2 separate regions of the Arachis hypogaea genome follow, and region 1 is linked to region 2. A link is a contact called in public Hi-C data. All regions are on one chromosome and are shown on one strand. Each heading gives the region's core, a stretch centred on a gene start, on an enhancer-like site or on the middle of the called end of the contact. The rest is flanking DNA. Distances are from core to core; before and after follow the strand shown. Region 1 overlaps LOC112736444. Region 2 holds the start of LOC112736423.

Region 1 (5,921 bases), core at 3,194-5,693, 55 kb before region 2:
TCATTGTCTACCTAACAAAACCGTTATTTATCTTACTTCAAAAATGTACATTATTGTTTACTAAATTTTTGCCAAATATATATTATGTCTTAGTGCATGCTTAACATGTTTAATTTAGGTTAATTTGTCAAATGAAATCATTTTTCTTTTGAAGATTAAATTAGTATAAATGTTTTAATTTTTTTAAGATGTTAAGATAGTAATTTAAATTTTGAATATGTTCACATGATAAATATTGTGAATAAAAAGATAATATATAACGTGCTTAGTTGTATTATAGTGCAAATTGGTCAAAAGGACTTGAATTATGCACCAACAAAAGGGATCCGATTTCATGACTTATATAATTATTTGTTACATATAATTTAAAGATTTATATTTTTAGAAATCGTATAAAAATTTCCTTTTGACTGTACAATACATTAGTCATAGTTGATCAATTATACTTTTCTATCAATCAGCTGACAATAATATTAATATTTTTCTTCAATTATTTCAGACACGTTTATGTCTGAATGATTATCCTGAAATGCAAGGAAAATGGGTTGGCGCATCAGGAATCCCAGTTGAGTGGTCTTTTAACTATTTAAAATATTTGGAGGTGGAAGGTTGTGACTTTTTGACAAATGCAGTGCTCCCATCTCATTTGCTTCCTCTTCTGAGTAATTTGGAAGAGCTGACAGTGAAGAAATGTAAACGTGTTGCGGCAATATTTGATGTGAAAGACACACCACCAGAACACGATGATCCAAACAAGATTGTTACGATTCCCGTGAGGGAGATCTTTTTGAAGGAGCTTCCAACTCTGACTCATGTTTGGAACAATGATCCCAAAGCAAGTCTCAGCTTTCCATCTCTGGAGAAAGTCTTTGTTGAGGAATGTAAAAGCATAAAAAGTTTATTTCCAGCATCAGTTCCCAGAGACAACCTACAGCTTTTAGTTGTGAGAAACTGTGGGGGGTTAGAGGAGATTGTTGCAAAAGATGAAGCATTTCCCCAAGAGGTTATTATTCTGTTCCCCAAATTGACCTGTCTGGTGCTACGGGATTTGCCAAAGCTAAGGTGCACTTGTTCTGGAATGCAAAGTTTATTAGACTGGTCTGCTGTCTTAACAAGATTATACGTTTCTCGTTGTCCAATGCTCAAAGTTTTTGCACAAGATATTCAGAATTCAAATCCAGGGGTTGAAGATTGTTTTGCAACTGATGATGATAAACACCACCTTGTTTCTTCTGCACAAAAGGTATGAATTTAGTGAAAATGGTCAGTATTTTACATTTTAATTAAGAAAAGTTCTAGGTGACGGAACACTTTTTTCCTTAATTTTGTCTTATTTTTAACCACTACTACCCAATTCTCTCACTTTTTACGCTAAAAATGCGGGCCTTATCATTATTCTTTTAAATTTGGTTTGGTAAATTTTTTTTGAAGAGGTGCTTGTATTTTTTAAAAGTTCAAGTTTTTTATTTTGTATTTGGTAAATAAAAAAAATCATATGCTTCAATACTTGTACTTGCAGTTTTTAAAAAGATCGGGAAATGCTCCTATAAAGACGGATAAACGTCTTTTTTTAAAGATATTTTTTAATTATTAAAATTTAACACATATAATCGTTTAAATTGTGTTTATTTTGTCAAAATTGGTTCAGACAAATTAATTTAACCGAAAAATAGTGAATCAAATTTTGAATCGATTTAAATTAATATTATTTTTTATAAAAAATTACTATAATACCCCTATTATATAAATTGACTAAAATACTCTTTTTTATTTATATATATTAATTTTGAAGATCCTAAATTCTAACCCTTTTCTTCTCTATTGTTATCGGATTAGAATTTAAAGCTTTCAATATATATATATATATATATATATATATATATATATATATATATATATATATATATATATATAATAGGAATATTTTAGTTGTGGTTTATAATAGGGATATTGTAATAACTTTTTATAAAAAATATTAATTTATATCAGTTTAAAATTTAATTTATTAATTTTTTGCTAAACTGATTTGTTAGGTCTAATTTTAATAAAAATAATATAATTTAATTGATTATATATGCTAAATTTTAATTTCTAAAAAATATCTTTAAAAAAAGATATTTTTGTCATCTTTATCTAAATGACTCTCTAAAAGATCAGAGTACTTTCGAAAATACCTAAGATAGAGCTTTTCAAAATTGGCTTGTACTTTTCAAAATTTAAAAGTCTAATATAACCCTCATATGTTAACTAATTTTCAAATTTAATGTTTATATTTATGTTTATTATAGTATTTTTAAATTTTAAAAACTATTTTACCAAACTCAATTGATGTTGCTTTTGTTTATTAAAAACTATTTTTGATTTGATTTACCGAACATAAATGTTACAACTTTTAAAAAGTCAACTTTTAAAAGTTAACTTTTATCAACTACTTTTAAAAAGTCAAAACTTTACCAACTAAGATTTAATAAAGCTATACGTCCAAGTTTTTTTTTATTTAAGTCTTTAACTAAGCATGTTTTTTCTTAGAACGTATGTACATAAGTATTATGACTGCTATTTTTTCTTTTCTTATATATGTTTAGCAAAAAAATTTTGATATTCAACATAAAAATTTTAGTGTACAATATAAAAAAATTAGTACATAACATAAACAAAAATTATGTTATATCAATAAATTTTTGTGTTGTGTGTAATAATTTTTGTATTATATCCATAGATTTATATGCTATGTGCAAAATTTTTAATACTAAAGAAGCTCAGAGATAAAAAAAAAACTACGTGATAGATGCATTTATTTTTTCTTTATCGGTTTATATTAATTTAGTTAGACTTATTATTAAAAATTAAAAACGCTTATACATAGAGCAGCATTGTTATTTTTTAATTAAAAAGTAACTAGATTAAGTATTTATTTAGATGCTATTAAATTGATAAAAAAATATCTTTTTTTTAACGTGTTTAGTAAATTTTTAATAGTAAAATTAAAAGTATTAAAATAATAAAAAAATAAAAATATTTTTTTGAGAAGCTATAATTTACATCTTTTTTAAAATATTTAAAAAAAAGGATATTTTCACGTAATAAATAAACAAAAAAATACTTTTATATGATTATACCCAAACATAATTGATAAAGGTTTAATTATTATGTTGGTCCCTATAATTTCGTAAAATTTTTAATTAGGTTCTTATACTTTTTTTCTTTTTAATTGAGTCATTATACCAAATCTTTTTTTTAATTGGGTCCCTATACTTTTTTTTCTTTTTATTTAGGTCCTTGCACCAATTTTTTTTCTTTTAATTAGATCCCTATACAATTAAGCTAATTACTGTTAAGAGGGACCTAATTGAAAAAATAAATTGGTGCAGGGACTCAATTAAAAGAAAAAAAATATAGAGACTTAATTGAAAATTTTGTGAAATTATAGGGACCAATAGAGTAATTAAACCATTGATAAATAAAGAGATTTTTTTGTATAAGATATCCAAACATAAAATTACTTTTACTTTTCTATAAGATCTTTTGAAAAAAGATATTTTCTTAGAAGTTTACCCAAATAAACCCTAAATTTATTTAAAAGAGCTAAATTTAGTATATTATATAGTATAAATTTAGGGGTAAGTATTGTTTTGGTCCCTAACGTTGAGAGTCAGAATCAAAACCGTCCCCGACGTCATTTTTTATTTAGAATCATCCTTAACATTTTTTTCATATTAAAATTGTCCTTTTAAATTTTTCCGGACAAAAATATCCTTCACCACTACTGGCACCTTTACCTCTACCACCGGCACCGGCACCAACACCTCCACCAACACCTCCACCTCCACTTCCAAGAATAACAACATCAACAGAGAAGCAGAAAATCAACAAATCAACACAAATTCAACATAAGCAGAAACAGAAAGCAACAAATCAATAAATCAACACAAATTCGGCAAATCCAAAAACTAAATCAACACAAGCAGAAACAGAAAGCATAAAACTCAACAAGAAAGAGAAGAAGAAGCACAAATTCAACAATGGAGAAGTAGAAGTAGAAACTCAGCACAAAGCAAAAAATTCAACAACAAAGAGAAGTAGAAGCTGAAAATTCAAGCACAAAGCCAAATCAACAGAGAAGAACAAAATCAAATCAGAAATTCAAAGCACAAAGAAGCAGATGCAGAAGGCGAAGCAGGACCACCGGCAGCTCGTGGGCGACGGAGCGACGGCAGTTGGGTAGATCGGCGGTGGCAGGAGCATGTATGAACGGCGGCGACGCACTCCACGGCTGGGTAGATCGGCAGCTCGGGCTCCCTTTCCGGCGACGCACTCCACGGTGGCGGCAGAAGCATGCATGAAGGGAAGGCGGCGACGTCTTCCTCTGTTCGTGGTTCTGGCGACGGCTCATGGGCGGACCGGCGACGATACAGGTGTCGGATGGTGGTGGTGGCTATGGCAATGGCCTCCTCCCCTCCCTCCCGCGTTTCCTTTCCCCCCACCCCCAACGCGTTTCCTTTGCCCCCTCCCCCCAAAACGCGTTTTTTTTTATTATTAAAATAGGGGTAGTGTTGGAATAAAATTTAAAATTTTATTAAAAATGACGATTTTAATACGGAAAAACACGTTAAGGATGATTTTAAATAAAAAATTACGTCGGGGGCGGTTTCGATTCTGACCCTCAACGTTAGAGACCAAAACAATACTTACTCTATAAATTTAAAATGCTATATATATTGCTTAGGGATATATTAGATCATATGTAAACTAATATTAAACTTAAAAATTAATTTGTAAAAAATATTGTACAATATAGCTATTTATTTTGAAAATTTATATATAATTTAATAATATTATTTTTCAACAAAAATACAAAAAAATACTGTTTTAGTTTAGATAATAATTGTGCTTAACCATTACTTTGTAATTCAATTGAATAATAATATGAATTAAATTTAATTAATTAAGAAGTTTAGATATTTTTTAGTAGCATATCAAACTTAATTAAATTTTATAACTGTTGATGATAAATGAAAATTTGAAATAAAAAATTAATTCAAAATTTAATAATTATAAAAAATAAAATTATACATAAATTAGACTATAAGTAATTAAAATATTCTGTTGAAGTTTATTCAGCTAATTTCATATATATTTTTTTAAGAGTTACTTTTGTGTTTTTTTTTATAGGTTCTATTTAAATATTATGGTACAATAATAAAACTAATAGATAAAATATAAGTATGAATATTATTAATATTTTGATCATTAAAATTGACATTCATTAATTTTTTAATTTTATTTTTTATGAATCACGATAACATGTATTTTAAACAATATTATAATTAAATGATATTAAAAAAAATAAATTATTAAAAAATAAAAAATTGATATATAGGCGACAATAATACTATATAACTCATGAATATAATTACACAAAGAAATAAATAAATTAATGAATACAATCATACAATCACCTAATGCACATATTTATCAAATTAAAAAATAAAATAAAAATTATAGCCATCAACCAAATTCCAATTATGCAAAAAATTAGTAAGAATGAAGAGGGAGAAGGAGATGGAGAAATAGAAAGAGGTATGAGATTATATGAGAAGAAATAAAGAAAATGTGTGAAGTGAATATTGATTTATACAATAAATATAAGAATGAGTGATGAATATGAAAGGAGAAGAAAAAGAATTAGATTTTAATTAGATTTATACCTATTAAAAAATTAAAATTAACATTGAAAACAATAATGTAACCTAAATAAAAATAAAAGATAAGAGAATATATGAAAAGTTAAGGTTAAAAAAAATGCTATAACATTATATAAAGATAAGTTATTCTAGAAGATAAAAATATAATGAAAATCCAATAAAAATCTTATGGCATGAGACAAAGATAAAAGATTATACTCAAGTTGTGTGAATTAG
Region 2 (5,763 bases), core at 2,352-4,851:
GATTAACGCTAGCTAACGTGTAACTTTAACTGACAACATAATTTGTTAGATGAATAATGCTGCACATTTAAATTTTTTTGTTAACTAAATTCAATTAAATTGATTTAATATAATTGGCCATCAATAATATTTTTAATGATGTGAGATTATATTCAATAGTAAAAAATCACTCACTTTTCTTTTGATAGTTAAGTGCTGGCCAAATTATTAAAAAAGTGTTGATCCTAAACTTTTCCATATTCAAATGTTACTTTCCTTTACTAACTCTCGTAACCATCTCTAAAACCTCTTGTCTACTCTCTTTTCTCTCAAGTTCTGTCCTAAGACTTTTATTCAAATTCTAAACCCCCTCTGTATATCATTGTTTTGCGACGACGATATTTGCGGAAGAGTTGGCGCTACTAAAGTGCAGAGTTGAAGTGAAAAGAATTATCACGAGTTTATATGGTTGACAAACATGTAGAAGTTATTGATCAATTACGAATTAACTCGGATCGAGTCGATATTGATCAGGTTTTCGGATTATCCGTACTCGTTTATATCCCTTGTTTTCCCTGCAATTTTTTTTTCATGCATTTATAAATGTCACTGAGCCCGATATAACGTGAAGCATGTGGTACATTCTTTAATGGTTTGGTGTTAAAGAAAAGGGGTGAAATTTTATTGATTAGGCAAACCATGGTAGGGGACTAGGTGGATGTACAGGAATCTTTATTGACTAATCAATCGGGTGAATTGTGAATAAGAATTAAAAAATATATATTATAAAACATATGATATTGAATAGAATATTAATATAAATCAAGACTTGGTGTTTCTAGCCCTTTACCCTTGTTTTAAGCATCATTTTCAAAACCCACAACTTGCATTACATAAAAATAGACTAAACTAATTTTGTAAGATGACTTGAGAGTCGTTTCAGGTAAAATCCAAATGGAGAAGAAATTGAAAAAAAATAAAAAGTTATTGGTAGACTAAAATTAATTATTAAAATTAGTTATAATATATTTATGTATAAATATGTATAATTTAATTTATTTTTAACGTATATTTATATTTTAATATATATTTTATATTAATAATTAATTTTAGTATACACTTAACATAATCAACCAAAGATATATGTCACTTTTTGCAAACGCACACAAGACACCAAATATGTCCAAAGCTTCCAGGCAGGAGCAACACCACGTCAAAAAAAAAAAAAAACTAGTATTAGTCTATTAGATAATAATAACACTGGCAATTGACATATATAGTATAATTTTTATTGGAGCGTCGTCACACTGTAAACAACACTAATTAACAACTTATTTTATTCGAAAACTTTAGTTTAAAACTCGCGTTTCGGAAAAAAATGCCATACCAATAATGGAACTAATAGTCGATAATTTGCTAATAAAAAAATTTAAGTACAATATTTTTTACAATAAAATGAGAGGGAAGAGTTTAGAGTGACAAAAGAGCAAAGTTGGCTAAAGAAATAATTTTAAAATAAATAGACTGAAATTAATAATGTTGGCTTATGAGTTATGAATATTATTTCTCGTGGAATTGTGCAAAAGATACAAACTCAACGTATAAGAAATACTGAAATTAATAATGTTAGCTTATAATAATTGTTGAGTTTTGTATTTATCAAGTGATCCCATCAATCGATTTTTTAATTATTGAGTTTTGTCATATAAATTAAACAATAATATAAATTATAATTTTAAAAAATTTAAAAAAATTAAATTTTAAAATAATTAATATATTATTTAATAAGATTTAAAATATTAAATTTTTTAAATATATGATCAACAATAATTTAATAATTCATTTAAATAAAAAAAAATTACTATAAAAAAACTTACAATTTGAATGTAAAACTTTAAAATACAAATGACAAAATAATTTTATAATTATTTAATTATTTTTATTATTTTATATAAAGAGAATTTTGTTTATTAAGGTCTAAAAATAATATTAAAATTAGTACTATCAAAAAAGATTTTAAATTTAATATTATAAAAAAATAATATATATATATATATATAAAGATTAATTTGATTAATTTTTAAAAGTTAGGGATGAAAATGATTTATATTTGAACTTTCAAGGACTATTTTGATTATAAATAACTTTTTTACATATCAAGTGACATGTGACATTTAACATGACACGTCATCATCTAACTAAAAGAAGGATTAATTTGACTTAAGTTTTATCTTTTAAGAACTAATATGGCTAAAAAAATAATTTGAGGACTAATTTAAAAAATTAGTGATCTTTCAATGACGAATTTGACTATTAACTCAAAATATAATATGGAGATTTGATGTATTTTTTATGTGAAGAGTATAAATTTAAAAGTTAGATTTGTAATTTTTAATTTTTCTTAAAAAAAATATAAATTTAAAAATTAAATTTGTATTTAAATGTACAAATTAAACCCTAAATTTTGTATCAAACAAAATTAAACCTTCTATTTATTCATCATTTTTATCACATCACCAATGGAATTCTAAACTTTGTATTGCAGACAATACTAAACTTCCAATTTTACAAATTTTAAATTAAAAAAAAAGTGTTATTTCTATATTTATAAAAAAATACGCTAAAATTCATAACTATGCATAACACATACTAAATCTTCATGGCTAAAAAAATTAGCCACCGCATATGGCCTGGCTGAAACAAAGTTTCGTTAAAACTTATGGAATAAAACCCCGAGTTAATTATTAGATTAGTGATAGTTGCATATTTATGATACGTGTATGTATACGAAATTATTATGGTATAAAAATATATATATTTGGTGTTTTATAAAATATTTTTATTATCCCACTGTAAAAAAATTAATTATTCTCCTATGACATGTTTGATTATTTATTTTATTATAATAAATTTAATTATTTTGGTAGATAATTATTTAATTCAAAAATATATGAACACTATATATTATATACAAATATATATAATTAATTTGGTGATTAATTTTTTATGAACACATAAAATTTTTTCTTATAAAATAATAATGATAATGAAGGGTACTAATATTGATTCCTAAAAGAAACCCCTACCGGTTTTTAATCTTTACCATATCCACTGTTAAATATTGATATAACATATTATTGATACTTAACAAATGCACAACCCCCACAGCCACATACACTGCAATTGTTTTTTTCAAAGATAAAATAAAATAGTGAAAAAAAATATAAATAATAAAAACATAAAATTTAATATTTTTATATTTTATTTGACGATAAAATAGAATAAATTATGAAAATTTAATTTATTTTTATTTTTTATTCAAAAAATTAAAAAATATTATTATAAAAAAGTTAACAAAAATAATAAAAAAATAAAAAATAAATTATGTCTCTTGTTAATTTTTTTATGTCTTTTCTATTAAGATAAATACAAAATACTTCAGTATTTTTAAACACAATATTTCTATTTATATTCAAATACAATTTTATATCTCAATGTCCAGTATCTTGTCTCAAGGTAAATATACAGATCCACAATTTAACCATAAAGATTAATAATTAATAGAGCATATTTTACTGCTTTGGATGCTATATATTATGTACCACTTGGTAATCTCCCTCTGAAGCTTCATTATTTTCAGAGCAATCTCAATATTCTGGTCTTCCACTCAAACCACCCACCCCCCTGGCCACCCCAAGAAAAAAAAAAAGATTAAGATAGAGAGTAGAAAAGCCTCCGTTTGCATCAATCAGAGCATATTACAGCTTCTTGTTTGTTCTATATTCTTGTAAAGGTCAAGCAACGACTCATCAAAGCTTGATCCAAACTACTACTCGAATCGGAGGTTTGTTTGCTCACTATAAAATACTTATTATGCAGTTTCTTTCTATGCTTGTAATGTAACAATTTTATAATTTTTTTTCTTGATACACTTTTTAACTAAAACTCTTTATACATTTATTGTTATTGGAAAATTAAATTTCTCACCTTTTTTTTTGTTAATGATGTCTCTAATGTTGGATCTTTAAAAAGATGTTTATCAACAAAATTTTAAAATAGTATATATTTTCAGATAATGAAATTGAGACAAAAAGATAGAGACTAATATTGTATTCAGTTATTAGAAATTAGAAGTAAAATTTTAATATTGGAATACAAAATTTTATTCTCTTTATTATCTATGGAAAGTGGAAATAGAAGGGAGTCAAAGGATTGAAATTTTTGGAACTGGAGATTAAAATTTTAATAATATTTCTTTTTAAATATATTTTTATTTAACTTTTCAAACTTTAATTTATCTTCATCCTTATATTTATCTTAAATTAAATATGATATTTAAACACAATTTAATTCAGTATATTTTATACTAAATACAATATAAAAACTTAATTTAGTCTCAATTTTTGTTCTAAAGTCTAAACACAACCTAAATATAATGTGATTTATTTAGGGTTGTTGAGGTATGTGTACTAGTAGCAAAGTTAATTCTCCTAAAGAGTCACACAAGGTTCAATCTAGGAGTGTGTATCGGCCGGGTGAAATCGGGTTTGATGTGATTCAGATCTGGTCTGAAATATATACCGGGCCTATTTATTAGACCCGAACCTGGCCCTAGACCCGATGAAACCTATACAATTTCGGACCACAATTATACTGGGTAAAAATCGGGTGAAAACCGGGCCATTAACATTACATTATCTTGATACCTTCTTATAAGTTAGCATGTGAAAATATCCAAATTTTCAAGACTCCAACTATTATTTGACATGGTAAAATTCACTAAGAAAAATAAGAACCGACTCTTCTCTAAAATTAAAGCATAATCATAATCAATACTAATATTGTATAATAACACCAAATATTTAAATCAATACAAATAACACAACATTATGCATTAGTCTAAAATCTTATACATTTTAAACATAAAAATATTAACTTATAGTCTTATAATAATTAATAACACAAAATATTAAGGTTTACAATACTTAAATTCCACGTAAGAATAGCCATCATCAATCACTAATAATACAAAATATTAATTGTGTAAAATGACCGGGTCTATTTTTGAGACCCTTACCCGACCCTAGACTCGATTAAATCACACCAAATTAGATCCTAAAATGCTTGGGACCGGACCGGGCCATGCACACCCTAGTTCAATCACTATAAATAACTGGGTTTATCTGTATGTGATAATGAGAGTAAGTAAATACATGTATAAAAAAAAGAATTATTATGTATAAAAAATATTTAAAAATATAAATTAACTAAAACATATAGGTATAATTTTGTGAAGTTTTTATTTTTTGAAAATAATTTATTAAAATTATCTTTTTAAATATGATTTTTTAAAAATTGAAGTAATTATATTTAGTAAAATTAAACTGAAAAATAAAATTAATTTTTGATAAATATAATTAACAATAATTGTATTTATAGTAAAATAATTTTAAAATTTAAAAAGCTACAATAAACATAATTATAAGAATAAATTTGGATATTTTTAATATAAAAATTATATTAGACTTTTTAATTTTGATAAGTACAAGTTAAATTTAAAAAAAATTAAATATCTTGAAAATAAAACACTCCTAATTTCTCAAAAGTATAAATACAAACATGTAATTTTTTCTTTATTTGTCAAACATAAAACCAAGCGTTTTTTTTTTAAATAACAAACCAATTCATAGTCTAATGTGCTGTAAATTAACTTTTAGTGTCAGTTTAAACATTTGAAAGACCAATTAAACATTGAAGTGCAAATTTCACAAAATGACCAATATA

The links. A called contact is a pair of places that touch in the nucleus more often than the background predicts.
Region 1: a contact with region 2 is called in a Hi-C map of an unstated tissue, with 1.9 times the contacts expected there. The contact joins the enhancer-like site here to the promoter of LOC112736423 in region 2. A contact is called at or near these places in 3 of 8 Hi-C or Micro-C datasets (leaf and an unstated tissue).

Annotation. Positions count from the first base shown.
Region 1 is chr2:8,549,928-8,555,848 of arahy.Tifrunner.gnm2.J5K5, reverse strand. The region is part of intron 12 of LOC112736444; the gene reads left to right. Among protein-coding and RNA genes, the nearest start is that of LOC140177807, 50 kb to the right of the region's middle. Within about 2 kb of position 4,443, at least 1 of the 3 cell types and tissues checked has open chromatin away from gene starts, as enhancers often do.
Region 2 is chr2:8,493,873-8,499,635 of arahy.Tifrunner.gnm2.J5K5, reverse strand. It overlaps LOC112736423, which reads left to right and starts at 3,601. Exons shown (of 11, transcript XM_029291276.2): 1 at 3,601-3,823.